2 separate regions of the Mus musculus genome follow, and region 2 is linked to region 1. Evidence: chromatin contacts called from public HiChIP or PLAC-seq data. All regions are on one chromosome and are shown on one strand. The core of a region is the stretch at or near the end of the contact, and the rest is flanking DNA. Distances in the headings are between cores, read along the strand shown.

Region 1 (3,477 bases), core at 630-3,129:
CCAAACCCATGTAAAAGCCAGATGTGTAATTCCAGCACTCCTACAGCCAGGATGTCAGGCCAGGGAAGGAGATCAGCTAATACTAGCAACAGAGCATCCTCCGGCTCACACCAAACCATGAGGCACATCACCAAGGTGGAAGGTGAGAATCAACTCCCACAAGTTTTCCTCTGACATTCACATGTGTGCTTTGTGTGTACATGCACACACAATAAATAACTAACTTTTCAAATCCAGCTTGTAGCATCACATCCTTCAGACCAGACTTGCCATGAACTTGTAAGCAGATCATGAGTGTAAACTCTGTGGGGATATGTAAAAGCAGGCAGCTGGCCTCCTTGGGATGGAGGGATGAGGACAAGACTTTCATTTCTAGTTGTAGACTTTCTTCTTAAAGTTTTTGTTCTTTGCTAATCAGTTACTTTAAAAGACCAGTCTTTTGGTTTTGAGAGTCTGGTTATCACTGTCTCTATTAAAATTTAAATATTACTTTTAAAAGTGTGCGTTGGACCTCTGTGCCTTCGAAGGTCAAGTTCAGCCTCTCTTGGAGACAAAGGGAGCCCATTACCATTACAGCCTGCGTTTCCTTCCCTCTTTGTTCATTCTAAAGCAGTGCGCTGTGACCGAAGGCAGGAAGGAGCCACAGCACACACACTGCGGCCGTCCAGCCTCACAGTGGATAGTGCACCCCTGAGTGTGGAATTTGCGTACCCCTCATTGGGAATCCTTGATCCATCTAAAGAACCATCAACTGTTTTGTTTTCAGAACAATACTGGAAAGAACCTATAAAATATTAGATTTTTTTTAGTTTTTGACTTTGAGCTCACCTATGGAAGGAGGTCTTAGTCAGGGTTTCTATTCCTGTGCAACATCATGACCAAGAAGCAAGTTGGGGAGGAAAGGGTTTATTCGGCTTACACTTCCATAGTGCTGTATGTACTAGACACCTCCCTACCCCTGTAAAAATCACCCTGCACCTTTTCTAACACTGCTGCTCTTTCTGCCACAACTTTTAAGACCACGAAGTGATCCAAACGCTTAAAACCCCTGTTCCTTTTTTAAGAAGCATGTGGGCTGCAGCAACTGGGGATGATCCATTCCCTTCGAAGAAAGTGATCCCCCGAGAAAAAGGGCAAGAATGGGGATTTACGAATGGTTTTCTTGTGTAAACATTGCCACACGACGTACCTCCGTGAAGGCAGTACTAACTATTGGTGTTCACAGGCATGTAAAAAAGTTTAAGGCTGCTACAATGCTAAAGGAAAAAAAAGAAAGAGTATAGCTGTGGAGATCAAAGACGATCAAACAATGAGAACCTCTGGCGTCTTAACAGTTATCAAAGGAAATCACACAGCTCTTGGAGCAGACAATGCTACTACTTCATTAGAAACGCACAACAGACAGTGTGTGTGGGGGGGAGGAACAGAGAGACACACAGAGACATAGGACAACAAAACATTAGTTTCTCCTCATATTTAACCCAGCATCTTTTCAAACATGTAATGACCTGCTTATTTTGCTGAGCGGAAAAAAAAAAAAAAATCACAGAACTCTTAAACTAAAAACTTCATTTCTGGGACCTTACCTAGCCGTCACCTTTTTTTTTTTTTTTTTTTTACATTCCCAAACTCAATTATAAAAAGTCCCACATTAACCATGTCTATTCAGTTCACACCCAGCACAACTTAGCCTGATATAATCAGGTCTATCAAAATACTAAATCGGTAGTTTCAGGTGGCTTACCACATTAGAGTCTTTTTCGGGACAAAAGAGGCATATGGAAATTTACAAAAGTCCACGGTGAGGTTGATGATATATTTACTGGAAACCCTAGCCCATCTGGGGTATATAGGTGTGTCAGATTTGAAGTTCAAAGACAGCTAGCTGTGTGGGGAGAACGAATTGAAATGGAACTACCCTTGAATCCACCCAAGGCTGTGCAGAAAACTCTACCACCTTCTCCAAACCTGCTGCAAGGATCTAAGGAGGAGCCAGTGGCTACTGTTGAGCCTCTGACCAAGGAGCTGGGCACACATGTGGCTGGTAGCTGGACTGCCGAACCTCAGGCTGTGTGATGAGAGGGCCATTGAGAGCCTAGATAATGACTGCAAATTTCTTTAACAGAGGGAGTTTGGGGGGCAGGAAGGCAGGGGGTGTTGTTACAGGAAGGAAGAATGGAGTCAGATAGGAGTAGGGAAATATTCTTCCCAAGAGAGCCTGTAGGCCAGATAACCAGAGACCCAGGCAGAGAGAGGCTAGGTGGGAGGCAGCTACACCTCTGCCAGATGCCACCACATCAAAAGAGGCTCTTGAGAGACCCAGAAGAGGAAACTTTCAACAACCCTCCACAGTGTCAGCAGAGAAAGTGTCAGGTTGACAGTCTGCCCTTGCAAGGACTACACCGTCTTAATCCAGTACCAGACTAACAGGCTTCTTGCGTCCCTCTGCCTCTCCCCTCTGTCCTCTGGGCCTCACAAACAGCCATTGGCAAGATGGGGGAAGAAGGAAAAGTATATAGAGTTTGGAGCTTTAAATGGGGCTTTATAGCCTCCAGATTGGAGACCCTGGCTGTAATGGCCAGGGACCTTTCAGTTCCCTAGCAGGGAGGACAGGAAGAATGCATGAACCTGCCCAAATGTTTAACCAAGGCAAAGAAAGCCACCACCCGAGCAGAGCTGAGGGGACTGTAGGGAAGAAACATAAATTTGTTTATTAAGGACTGCTACTATGCAAGGGTTCTCGTGTACCCAAGCTCTCAAAAATCAAGGATCTCTAAAAGGCAGACAAAGACATCTTTTTTGCTTTCTTTTGTTGTTTTTTTCGAGACAGGGTTTCTCTGTCTGTGTAGCTCTGGCTGTCCTGGAACTCACTTTGTAAACCAGGCTGGCCTTGAACTCAGAAATCTTCCTGCCTCTGCCTCCCGAGTGCTGGGATTAAAGGCGTGCGCCACCACGCCCGGCTCAAAGACATCTTTAAAAGGCATTGTGAAGTGACAAGCAACGAAAACAAACATGAGGGCCGAAACTGAATTCTGAACTTTTAAAGATATTGCTTGAGGACATTAAGAGCTTAGGATAGGTATAACCCAGACTTGTTCCTGTTCTCGGTGTTGTTGGTCAAGGAAAAAAAAAACAAAAACAAAAAACTACAGGGCCAAACATCTGTCTATAATCTTATTACTTGGGAGGCAGAGGTTTATATTTCTAGCTTCACCTTGATTTCAAGGTGAAATTGAGCTACATAGTGAGTTCTGGGCCAGTCTGGGATACACAAGGAGATCTTGTTGCAGCACACAAAACAAAATACAGACAATAAAACTCAGGACTGAGAAAGATATCACCGTGGGGAAGCTAGTATGGAGAGAGGAGGAGCTAGGAGAGGAAGGTGCTGAAGTTTGAATTACCCAGTCTGTTAGCACTAGTGGGAGCTGGGGACACAGTAGGAAAGAGCTGTTCACCGGGCAGTGGTGGTGCGTG
Region 2 (3,432 bases), core at 721-3,220, 250 kb before region 1:
CAGTCTCCTGGCTGCTTTTGGATCTAGATGTAGAACTCTCAGCTTCTCCAGCACCATGTTTACCTGCATACTGCCATGCTTCCTACCATGATGATAATGGACAGAACCTCTGAAAGTATAAGCCAGCCCCAAGTAAATGTTTGCCTTTATAAGAGTTGCCTTGGTTGTGGTGTCTCTCTTCATAGCAATGGAAACCCTAGCTAAGACCAGTAGCATGTCCAGAGGCCAGAGTTGATTCCCAGTGTCACAAAGGTGATGTAAAACATTTATTAGAACTGAATAGTCCCATAATTAGAGAAACCAACTTGTAGTTTATAATATGCTCATAAAGTTACTTCGGTGGCAGTTTGTTTTCCATTGTGGTATAATTTACATAGAATAAAATTCTACTTTTATAAGTAAATTCAATGGAGTAAGCATCACTGCCATGTGGCCACATCAAGATGGAGTGTGTAAAATAGTTTGCTGAACCTAGGGCCCCCTGTGAGCTATTCTTGTCGATTTTTTCCTTCCCATTCTGCTCTTGTAAGCTCCCAGAAATTTACCAACCTATATTTTCCTATGTTCAGACTATCATAGAATATAAAGATACTATCTGAATTTTGGATTGTGAGCCTAGTCTTTAATGGCAAAACCATCTCTCCATCCTGAGTTTTTAATATTCAGCATAAAGGTTTGGAGAGACTTAATTCCACTGTGGATTTCTGTGGTCTATTTCTGTCCAATTGTGAGTATCCCAAAATCTTTAACTCCCAACATGACACAACCTTGAGTCACAAGAATGGAGACACAGCTGGGGCATTGCTCAGATGTGATTGGCCTATTCACATGTCTGTGAGAGATTGTCTTTGTTATTAATTGATGTAGGAGGACCCATCCTGATGTGGGCTGCTCTGTTTCTAGTGCACGTGTCCTTGGGCTGTACAAAAAAAAGCTACCTAAGCATAAGTTAATAGGCCAGTAAGCACCATTCTTCTATGGTTTCTACTTCAAACTCTGCATGAGTTTCTGTCTTGAATTCCCTCAGGGATGGACTATGACCCAGAAGTTTAAGCCAAACAAATCCTTTCCTTCCATCAGGTGCTTTTGCTCAGAGTATTTTATCATAGCAACAAAAATACTAAGAGACCGGGTGTTATATTGTAGGGAACCACAAGGTATTTATCAACATACAAGAGGAAAAATCTTGAGCTGCAAAAAAAAATAAACAGGAGGACTCTTATCCATGAGACCCAACAAATCCACGAAACAAAGCAGAATATGTAGGATATATAGTGGCTAAATACAACTTGATATTCCGTGTTTACTTGTTTGGAGCACTTTGAAATTTCTGGGGTCCTAAAACACACTAAATTCCAAGTCAGTCTATAGTCTTTATAGATCATCAGCAATTTAATAGGCTGCAGAAACCATGCTCTGCGTATTCAATAGTCAGATTAGGATGTCCAAATGATTTTCTATTTCTAGAATGATCATTGTCTCCTAGCACAGCCTGGTGCTCTAGAATATGACTCAGGCAAATACACCACAAAGACAACTGACTCAGCAGCTTTTCAGGGTCCCCATGTGTGGACTTAGCCATTTACAGACATGTATGCTGCCTTCGGTATCTAAATGATTTGTTTTTTCAATGAATATCAACTGAATTCCTCCCATGAATATAGGCAGGAATAAAGCAGGTGAAAATCTCCCACCTCACATACCTTGTTTTCTTAGATAAAATTAAAGAAAAAATAGGATTCCTGCGACTGACAAATTCTATGAATGAAAGTCAATTCCGGGTGCTGGTGTTGAGGATCCTCAAGCTATGAAAGTGTTTTCAGGAAAAATTTCACAGACAAAATCAAATCTGTGAAAAAAAAGATATGTTGGAGCTACAAACATGAGAAAGCAAACAAATGTCAAAGAAGATGTCAGAGAATCTAGATTCCTGTCAGCTGGGTGAAAAGGCGTACCACAGAATTTCCCCTATGATTGCACCTCTGAAGCTTTGAAGCTGCAGTCTCTACTCACCACCCTCCTACACAAGCGGCAGCTCAAAGTCAGCAGGAGATCTTGGGACTAGGGATGCGTGCTGCCGAGGGCTGTGAACCAACCACAAGGTATATAAGGGATGCTGGAAATGCTTTGTGTCCCTCCTCCAGCCCCTGACAGTAAACAGCCATTAGAAATACATAAAAGAGCCACAAGTCACTCAAAGGCAAAGGCTGAGGCTGGGGTTTCGTATCTATGCGTGGAAACACACATGGGCTAGAACTCATCTGCATCTTTGTCTTCATTTACATTTTTCCCAGAAGCAGGATTCGAAAGACGGGTCCATGTACTTCAGAGTGAGGTGATTCTAGAAAGTTCTAGAAGAGGAAGGGAATAAAGAGATAAAAGACAGATAGTCAGTAGAAAGTTATGGGATAAGACTTCTCAGGGTGGGTAGGAGCTTGATTCTACTGGAGGATGCTGAGAACCTGTGTGGGCTATAACCTCAAAGTTACCTCACCCAGGGAAAAGAACCTAGGATTCTGTTCTCCCAACTCCTATGAGTCAGTGATTGACCCAATGGATAATTGAGTTTTGACTCAATCCTTGAGCATGCTGAGCATAAATTGAATTCCAAAGCCCTTCTGATAGCTTTGAGCCACCATACCAGTGCTTCTTAAAGTCTTCTTAAAGAACAGCAAGTGCTCTAAACAACTAAGCTATTGCTCAATGCCCTGTTTGTTACATTTTAGTCTTGCAATAGCAATTTGTTACAAATAACTGTAATTCTTATGCTTTACAAGTCAGTTATAGTCTTTTAGGTACAATATGGAAGATATTAAAACTACTCAGCCTTATAACAATTTTAACTATTAATTTACTTCACTATGTTTGTGCTTTTAAGACATATAGCAAAACTGACTCTCAACAGTATTGTACCCTTTACAACAAAATTATCATATCTGAAACCACACATGGTAGTGCACACGTATAACCCCAGCCCTTGAGAGGTAGAGACAGGAAGATCAGAAATTCAGGGTTAGTTTTAACAGTACAGTAAGTTCAAGGCTACCCTGCATTATGTGAAACCTTGTCTCAAAAGAAAAATTGAGATTTGATCTATATAAAATGGAGTACTGGTGAATCTGGAAATGTTTGGGGCATGTACTTTGCCAACACATGCAGCTATAAAAGATTAGTATTTGGCAAGATGTTCTACCTGCTCTAAGACTCAACACTTCAAAGTTGATCAGAACTCACATTCTGTGCCCTTTCAGTACACTCTCCAGTCCCTTGTCCTCTCTTCTGTTCCAGGAGGCTAATTTCTACCCAGTTGAGTACTTTGTCCTTTTATTACAAATTAATTTTACTAAGAAGTGGCCCTGCTGAAGGACTGAGGCCAAAAGAGGAAGCTGTGATCCTTTGACTTGCAGCACAGCACACATTTTTTGCATTACA

Evidence for each region. HiChIP or PLAC-seq counts read pairs in DNA pulled down with a chosen protein or histone mark.
Region 2: a BATF HiChIP or PLAC-seq map of CD8 T cells shows a contact between it and region 1, with 5 read pairs. The contact joins two enhancer-like sites. A contact is called at or near these places in 1 of 484 Hi-C or Micro-C datasets (CD4 T cells) and 1 of 115 datasets of contacts at active chromatin or transcription factors (CD8 T cells).

The regions. Positions count from the first base shown.
Region 1 is chr17:51,878,248-51,881,724 of GRCm38.p6, reverse strand. No RefSeq gene overlaps it. Among named protein-coding and RNA genes, the nearest start is that of Gm20098, 2.7 kb to the left of the region's middle. Within about 2 kb of position 1,879, at least 35 of the 459 cell types and tissues checked have an H3K27ac peak or open chromatin away from gene starts, as enhancers often do. A contact at or near this core is called in CD8 T cells, where this site is marked.
Region 2 is chr17:52,124,084-52,127,515 of GRCm38.p6, reverse strand. No RefSeq gene overlaps it. Among named protein-coding and RNA genes, the nearest start is that of Gm19585, 23 kb to the left of the region's middle. Within about 2 kb of position 1,970, at least 8 of the 459 cell types and tissues checked have an H3K27ac peak or open chromatin away from gene starts, as enhancers often do. A contact at or near this core is called in CD8 T cells, where this site is marked.